Linked DNA regions of Mus musculus: region 1 is linked to region 2. A link is a contact called in public Hi-C data. All regions are on one chromosome and are shown on one strand. The core of a region is the stretch at or near the end of the contact, and the rest is flanking DNA. Distances in the headings are between cores, read along the strand shown.

The links. A called contact is a pair of places that touch in the nucleus more often than the background predicts.
Region 1: a contact with region 2 is called in a Hi-C map of uterus, with 2.8 times the contacts expected there. The contact joins two enhancer-like sites. A contact is called at or near these places in 5 of 484 Hi-C or Micro-C datasets (the C2C12 cell line, muscle stem cells, nephron progenitors and 2 more), 4 of 115 datasets of contacts at active chromatin or transcription factors (the NIH/3T3 cell line, SST interneurons, embryonic stem cells and 1 more) and 1 of 9 other capture datasets (embryonic stem cells).

The regions. Positions count from the first base shown.
Region 1 is chr6:94,915,272-94,919,569 of GRCm38.p6, forward strand. No RefSeq gene overlaps it. Among named protein-coding and RNA genes, the nearest start is that of 4930511E03Rik, 26 kb to the right of the region's middle. Within about 2 kb of position 1,395, at least 36 of the 459 cell types and tissues checked have an H3K27ac peak or open chromatin away from gene starts, as enhancers often do. A contact at or near this core is called in muscle stem cells and uterus, where this site is marked.
Region 2 is chr6:94,618,868-94,623,127 of GRCm38.p6, forward strand. Lrig1 (leucine-rich repeats and immunoglobulin-like domains 1) reads right to left here. Exons shown (of 19, transcript NM_008377.2): 8 at 3,748-3,891; 9 at 1,386-1,466. Among named protein-coding and RNA genes, the nearest start is that of Mir7041, 15 kb to the left of the region's middle. Within about 2 kb of position 2,019, at least 40 of the 459 cell types and tissues checked have an H3K27ac peak or open chromatin away from gene starts, as enhancers often do. A contact at or near this core is called in muscle stem cells and uterus, where this site is marked.

The DNA.
Region 1 (4,298 bases), core at 145-2,644, 300 kb after region 2:
GCTTCCTTGAATCCTTGATTTGGCTGATGTCTTGGGTTAGGAACTGAGTTACAGAACTTACTATACAAATGGATAAAATTAAGTATGAGAAAGTGGAGCAAATCACAGAATTAAAAAAAAAAAAAGAAAAAGAAAAAGAAAAAAAAGCACCAGACAGTCCATGGTAGTGTGGCACAAGCCTTTAATCCCAGCACTTGGGAGGCAGGTGGATCTCTGAATTTGAGGCCAGTCTGATCAGACAGAGTGAGTTCTGGGATAGCCAGGGCTACACAGAGAAACCCTGTCTCTAAAAACCAAACCAAACCAAACCAAACCAAACCAAACCAAACCAAACCAAACCAAACCAAACCAAACCAAACCAACAGCATCTTGACAGATATAAAATAACAGGATTTAGATGTCAGATAGTTTAAAACAAAATGGCCACGTTATTAATACAATAATTAAAGGGTAAAAATATCTCCACGCTCTAGTCACAAGCCTATTTATTTAAAACAATATGAGTCAAAGCAAAATTCTTGCCCAAGAAAAGGACATGACAAGGTTCTTAGAGGTTATTGTCATGGGATTTGGGGACCTGACAAAGTTACAGGATACAGACATTGCAAAGTTTTTTGTTTTTTGTTTTTTTCTTTTTTAGTTTCTTTTGCCTCCCATGGCAATGAGTCACTGTGGAAACCAGTAGGAGAATATCAGCGGAGAACTTGACAGTTCCCATAACAAGGAAGGAAAATGTGGCCAGCGGAACCCTTTCATGATAATCTCAACAATGCAAACTGTAAAGCTGGGTGAAACCCCACCTTATAGGCTGCGTGCCAAGTACAGGGGTGGCGAGAGGACGTGGTGGCCTAGGACTCTGTAGGACACACTTATTTTCCATTAGTTCTCTGCCTCTAAAACCAAGCTCAGAAACTACACAGTCAGCTGCCCTATATTTTTTGGTGAAATCTTACCTTTCTAAAATAGCAACAAATACCAAGAAGTAGAGAGTTCAAGAGAGTGCTGGGATGTTCTAGGCACTACTCCACCACCTCCAGATGCCTTGCTCAATTAACTGTTGAAGTTTCTTTTCTCTGTCGTTTCTTCCTAAACCAATTTTATGCACATGGGCTGGGTGTGGTGATAGGCTGGAGGGCCCCTCCCTCCCTCTCCCCCTCCCCCAAGTGAGTTGGAACACAAAGAAACAGCTGCAGCTGTAAATGGAGGAAAAAGAAAGACAGAGGCAAAAAGATGGCTGAAGATCAAGGACGAGGGTTGTTTTGTGAAATCTGAGATTTTTAAAGGTTATTTTCAAGCCCTCGAACTTTGCACTTTTCTCAGACTACCCACCCCAAACCCTCTTGTGTCACTTCCTTTTCACCCAAATGTCTGCTCTCTTTTTGCTTCCATAAACTTGTTTTCACACATTTGATAATATCTGCGGTCCTTGAAAGTGAAACATGGTATGCTTTGTTTGGGAGGAGTTTGGTTGTTCCACAGTGGGCGAAATAAAAAGTTAAAAGTTTACGTATAAATGGGCATCTGTGAAAACCATAAGATTTGACTTGATGAACATCTGACAAAGTGAACACACAAAATTAGGACGCACCAGGCACCCCATAGTGCCCCCCCTGGGTCTGCTTCCTGGTACCTCAGAATACTCTGCTAGGTATGCTTCCTGGTACCCCAGAACCTTCCCTGGGTTCGATTCCTGTTGCCCCAGAGTCCCCACTGGGTCCGTTTCCTGGTACCTCTTTACTCTTCCCACTCATTTGTATCAGGAGATTCAATCATGTCTTGTTTCTTCATTTGCTCCCAGGCATTTGGCAATACTTGGAAATACTGCTGACTGCAACAAATGGGGAGTGGGTGCTTCTGGCATTTGGCAAGGCTAAGGATGCAGGGGAATATCCCGCAATACACAGGACCACCTCCCAAACAAGCAAGTACCTGCTTCTAAATGCCACTAATAATGCCAGGGTTGTGAAAGCTGGGTTTACATACAAGGTACTGTCATGTCTGGTATCACTTGCTCCCTACAGTATCTGAGAACTCTATCCATCTTGTTACACGTGTCAGGAGCACATTTGTTCTTGATGCTTCGAGGTTTCCCCTCCAATTCCTCTTGTTTGTGTGTGTGTGTGTGTGTGTGTTCCTGTGTGTAGATGCATGTGCACCCCTGCATGTCAAGGCCAAATGGCAACCTTGCCTGTCATCCTTTAGGCACTGTCCACCTTGTTTTATTGAGATGGTGTCTCTCATAGGCTTAGAAATTGGTCAGGTAGGATAGGCTGGCCAGCAAGCCACGGTGCTAATATTCCAAGAACTTGCTACCATGCCTGGATGGGTTTTGATGGGTTCTGGGGCATCAAATCCATGTCCTCATGCTTGGAAGGCAAACATGTCACCCATGGAAGGTACTACCCCAGCACCTCAAAAAAAAAACAAACCAGAGTTTTAAGCCCAGAATCTCAATATCGGCAAACCACTCATTTCCCTCCAGTTCTCATGGTGCTGGAGTGTGCAGAGATACGGGTACCACAGGAGCCAGGTTCTGGTGCTTTTCTCTGGTTTCTCACAGCAGTACACCCGGTTCTAGCAGACTAGACCAGACGTGGGACGATAGCAGGATTGTCTGGAGTCAGGCAGTGACTGTGGAGAGCGATAACATCAGTGGTCCTGTTTTTAATGTGTTGCTAGGTTCGTTTCCACACTGCTTCTGGATACATATTTTCATCATTGAAACGGCAACACTCTCTGTCAACACTCTCAGAATCCATGTTTGAGATGGGTAACACCCCCCTCCCCCCCCTCCGCCCCCCAAACTCCATATACTTCCTATGCTCTGGGTTCTTGATTCCTTACCAGGAACTTTATCAGATAGGCAAAAAAAAAAAAAAAAAAAAAAAAAAGAAAGGAAGGAAGGAAGGAAGGAAGAAAAGAAAAGAAAAAAAAGAAGAGAAGAGAAGAGAAAAGAAAAGAAAAGAAAAGAAAAGAAAAGAAAAGAAAAGAAAAAGAAAAAAGAAAAGAGTTCACTTTATCCTTTGGCTACTGTGCTGGTTCGTTTTTTTTGTTTTGTTTTGTTTTTGTTTTTGTTTTTGTTTTTGTTTTTTGTCAAGTTGACACAAACTAGGGTCATCCTGAAAGGAGCTGCCTCATCTGAGAAAATGCTTCCATGATATTGGCTTGAAGACAAGTCTTTGGGGGTATTTTCTTGATTGATGTTGGAAAGCCCAGCTCTCTGGGGGCAGTGCTATCACTGGGCAGATGGTTCTGGGTTTTATAAGAAAGCAGGTTGAGCCAGTCACGTAAGAAGCAGTCCTCCGTGGCCCCTGCATCAGTTCCAGCTTCCATGTTCCCTCCCTGACTTCTCATCTTGATGGCCTGTCACCTGCGGCATCTGAACCCGATAAAGCCTGTCCTCCAGAGTTGATTTTGGTCCTAATCCTTATCAAACCAATACAAGAAAACTAGGACAGCTACTAAATGGCTAACAAGACTCCAGGTTAGCTAGCTATCATCAAAATTTGATATCTGTTCCTAAAGAAAATAGTATCTATCATATGTCTGAGACAGATGTCTTAAACCGGGGCTCTTCAACTCTTAGCCACTGTTAATATATGGGGCCACTGTATCAATTTTCTGCTGTGGAGCTGCTCTGAGCATCTCAGGGTGCAGTGATGCATCTCTGGCCTGTCCTCAGTAGATTGGGCAGCACTATTTCCTCTCCTCAGTGGTATCAACCACAATTACCTCCTGGGGGTGGGAGGCAAGAATTATTCCAGGTTGAAAACTATTAGTCTACAAGACACAATTCATGCCATAGAAGAACCTTCAGTAATTTACTAATAAGTCGTCCGTTCAATTAAATGACTGATTGGAGAATGCCAGCAGAGGGGATTCCTTCTGTATCTGTGTTCAAGAGACCAGGCAGATTGAGGCTCTTGAATAAACAGTCCGTCAATGAAATTATCATCCGAAGATCAGACTCCCTAACCATTACGTCCTGGCTGCTTTTTCTGCTTTCTAACACAGACCTAAAGAATGTTTGAAGGTTAGCTGTTGAAGATAAACCTCACAAGCGAGAGCCTCCATCTTGGCATGGACACAGCTTTAGTCTGGGATGGCTGGAGACCACTATCTGAAGGCATTTCCCTTTGGTTTAATGTTTTGGTAGCTAATGCTTCTATTATGCTTGGATATTTCGTCCCAGGATCACAGTTCTCAGGACTGAAGTTACAGAGCCTCCCAGCATCACAGGAAAATCAGCTCTTGGCAGATAAGGAAGGAAACTGATAATCTGCAGAATGCAACTGCTC
Region 2 (4,260 bases), core at 769-3,268:
GGGGCCTAGTAAAAACAAGCTGAGCTGTTTAGTGAAATCTCCTGTAAACCAGATCTAGGAAAAGCTGTGCCTTGTTTCATCCATTAAATATTAGTCACGTTGACCTCTTACAGTGAGGGCAGGCTGTTACTTCTAATGGTGACAACAGCAATAAAACAAATTCTCAAATTCTCAATTACACAGTGCCAATCATACCACTGATAGGCTCAAACAGGCCCTGACCTCCTCTCAGCACACATCGGTGCCTCCCTGGACTGGAAGGGTGCTCCAGGGAAGAGGTGGCTAGCCTGACCTCCCTGCTAAGGACTCAGACAGGCAGTGATCTCAGATGTCACCTCTTACACATCTGGCCAGCCCAGCGTAGGCTCCCAAAAGCCATTTCAGTGCTTGCTAAAGCAAGCACAAAGGCACCATGGGTGTACAGAGTGCGGAACGTGTCATGGTCGGCTTTGTATTCACGGCCTTGGAAGGAGCCATGGCATGGACAAGCCTTCCTCACAATGTGGAGTGCCCATCCTGACAGGAAGCCAGGGTCCCACTTCTGTGTACTCTACCTATCCCCCTTTACGTGTGCCCTACACAGAACACCCTCTTCCCCTCCTGATCAATGTCAGAGGTGGACAGGGGTCGGGCGGGGGCTGCTTCTACACAGGTCGCTCGAGGTTCTCTTGAAGTTCTTCTGTGAGGTCCAGAAATGCCCCCTCCCTCACAAGCTGGCATGGACAGGCCCCCAGCAGCAGAACTGCAGAGCATTCTGCAACTTGGGCAAGAGAACAAGTATACCATATCCAGGGGTACAAATCCGAACCTGCCACCTGCCAGGTCCTGGGCTAGTTCCCTTCACTTGTCTCTGGAGCTCTAAAGGCTGCATAATGGAGCCTGCACACAGACATGTACCTACTACAGCAGTGGACGAATTCTAGGAGGGCAGGACAAAGACTCTCCAAACTGAATTCAAAGTAGCTATGACTAGTGCTCTTGGTGATGGCTGCTTCTACTTGTGATTATAATTAGCAACAAAAAGACTGACAAGAGCCTCAATACTACTGAAAGGTACTTCACACATCTCTAGAAACTAAAGAAGGCAGCAACACCCCTCTGTGCAGAGGACAGAACATATAGGTGCTTTCAGATGGGCTGTAAACAGGACCAAGCCCAGCAGCCCTAAGGACCACCACACACTGACAGTATGAAGACTGTGAGAGTGGCCTGTGAGCCACTGCGGATTCCTCACTGTAGCCCTCAGCCTCTTCTCTGCACACAGCAGAAGGCCTGCTGCTGTCCTCTGTGGTCCCAGGACACAGGAGACTCAGGGGAGCTGCATGAGTGGCACCCCTGCATCCCAGAGCTTGCGGAACCGCACACTCCCAGTCTGAAATACTCACAGCTTGCTGAGGTTGTCAAGCCCCGTAAAGGCACCACTGGTATCCTCGATTGTACCCGAGATCTCGTTATGGTCCAGGTCCCTAAGAAGGAAACAGAAGGCAAGTTCACCCACTATCTTAAGCTCTGCCTTTGTTCTCCACCATGAAGGGAGACCAGCCCCACACCCAGGCTTTCACTAGGAGCCGCAAAGCATCCAGGTGCACCCCAGGGGGCCCAGCAGCATGCATTGCCAGGAGAAGTATGGCCCTGAGAACGTCCTGTTGTTCTTTTTTGTGTACTATCAGCATGACCTTGCTTCTGCTGCTTCCAACAAAGCCAGCCCGCCCACCAACCAATCTGGCTGGCCTCAGGGAGGGAAATAGTAGAGACAGCACAAGAAGAAGCCAGGCTTGCACACACCTCTCTGAAGCAGACCTCTAACCCAAAAGATTCCTAACCATTTCTGTCTACTCTTAGCCACAGTCCTCTCTCGGGTTCAACCAGGACACTGGAAGGCACGTGGAAGGAAGAGGTGGCGGCGAAGGAGCTGGGCCCTGATGTTCCTCCAGGCCGGCCTGGAAGCCTAGGGCCTGCACCCTGCTCCTCGTGAGGCTTATGTAGCACTGGATACTGAGCCAGAGCACACATCTGGGTGCTGAGTCAATCTTGTGACCCACTTGCCAGGACAGGAAAAAGGAGGCCAACTACTCGGCCCCAGGCTGTCTGGATATGGTCAGTGCTTCAGCTTCCTCCCTGAGCTTCCAAGGGCAGGTCACGCTGCCCAGCCACACGCACCTGGCAGCCAGACCCCTACTCTCACATTCACTCTTTCCAATTTTTCACAGAGCCCTGGTCCCTGCACATCCCCTGCACGAGTCCCTGCAGATATGGCCAAGGACAGAAAGGGATGCAGCTCTTGGCTCTGGGAAGACGCTGGAAAGTCATTGCCAGCTGGGAGTGGAGCTGGGACGAAAGTACACAATGCTTGCTCTGACCTTCACTTTCCAGCATGAAGCTAAAAGAGAATGTGCTGCTGGAAGGGACCTCTGCTCTCAACGAGTCCCACCCTGTCATCTTTAGACTGAGTACAGCAGAGACTGCGGTTCTGTGTGCCTGTCTTCCTGCTCTGGGCCTTGCCTGCCAAATTAGTCCTCTCTTTCTGGCCTGCTCAGCTTGAATGTTTCTGGCCTTTCTGTCCGGGCCTCGGAAGGGCTCACAGACTGACCTGGGCTCGGATAGCTTGCTTGGCACTAGCTCCCCATCCCTGACTCAAACCTGAAGCCCACTCTGCCTGGTGCAAGTGCAGAGGCCTCCCTCCAGGCACAACGACAGGCTTGCTCCCCCAGCAGACCAGGCTGCAGAAGAAAGCTGTGGAACTGCTACCACTATCTGTGGAAGACTGTGTGCCCTTCTGGGGGGTTTTAGACTGAAGGCTGCTAGGAGACAGCCTAGCGTTTACAAGTGAAAAAAGTTCTATGAAAAGTCCCAGAAAAGCACCCTCAGCAGCTTCTAGCAGCCTCACCCATCTGACCCTTCAAAGGACATGGTATTCTCACTTTCTCTTTCTTACACCACTCCTGAATGAGGACAAGGACACAGGACCCTCACTTCTATCTTGGATACCAGGTCCACTAAAGAGCTTCAAAGAAAGAGCAGAAAAGTAGCCATGGTACTGAGTTACAGAAAACAATACATAGGATTTAAGAACGGAAGACAGGACTGGGGGTGTGGCTCAGTAGAAGAGAATTTGCCTATTACACATAAAGCTTTGGGTTTGATCCATAGAAACCTTAGGAAAAAATTCTCAAAACGTACATCCAGGCCTGGAGGCTCACATACCTGTAATCCTAGCCCTTGATGCAAGAGGATGGCCACAAGTTCAAGGCCAGCCTCAATATATGAGCTTGAGGCTAACCTGAGCCAGAGAACCCAGTCTTTAAAAGCAAATGAACAAAACCACTACCATACCCTCTCTAAAAGAGAAATAAATGAGAGGTCACAACCAAAAGAATGGAGCAGAGACATGCAGGACTGTGTGAATGTTGCTGCAGATACCCTATGTAGAAATGCTTTTCCAGACCCACCCATCCCATCCGGCCAAGTGTACTGAGAACTATTGATAACAGTGATTTTTCAAGAGTCCTCATCCTGCAATAGGCACCACTGTGGGAAAGGAAGGATTTTTCTGCTCAGTAAAGGAAGGATTTAACTGTTCAGCAGTTATTTTTGGTTCTAGTCCTTGTTCCTGTTGCAGACCAGCTTACAGCCCAATTCTGACTACAAGCCAGCAAGAGGGAATCTCAACAAAGCAAGTGCTTTGCTGTGTGCTCTCCCATCTGGGGACCCCCTTCATGCTGTCACCCTCAAAAGCACAATTCTTACAAGACCCGCAGACTCTTGAGTCCCTTGAAGGCGCCTTCAGCAATGTGACTGATGGCGTTGTGACTGAGGCGCAGGATACTGAGGCTGCTCAACTCCGCTAGACTCTCCTCATCCAGCCGCGTGAGGTTGTTGAAGGACAGAATCCTAAGGAAGAAAGAAGAAGACAAATGTCACCACTGAGCAGCTATGTGGGTGCCCTATTCTCTCTTGTCTTCAGTTGTGTCTCATGCCACAACTGGCCTGACCTCCCTGGAGACAGGAGACTGAAGCATGTCCACAGGACTCCTGCTGTCAGAAGACCATCAGGTCAACAATCACCTAGTTTGATAACTATCATGCAAGCCATGAAACCAGTACCACAGAGCTGAGAACTACCGCTTACATACACTGTAAAAACCTGTCATACAACCCAAATCCCAAGGCGCCAAACCCCTCCACTGCATGTCTTGGTGTAGGAAATGAAGGACCTATCTTGATGGAGACTGACACAACAGAACCTGGAATTCTGTACTG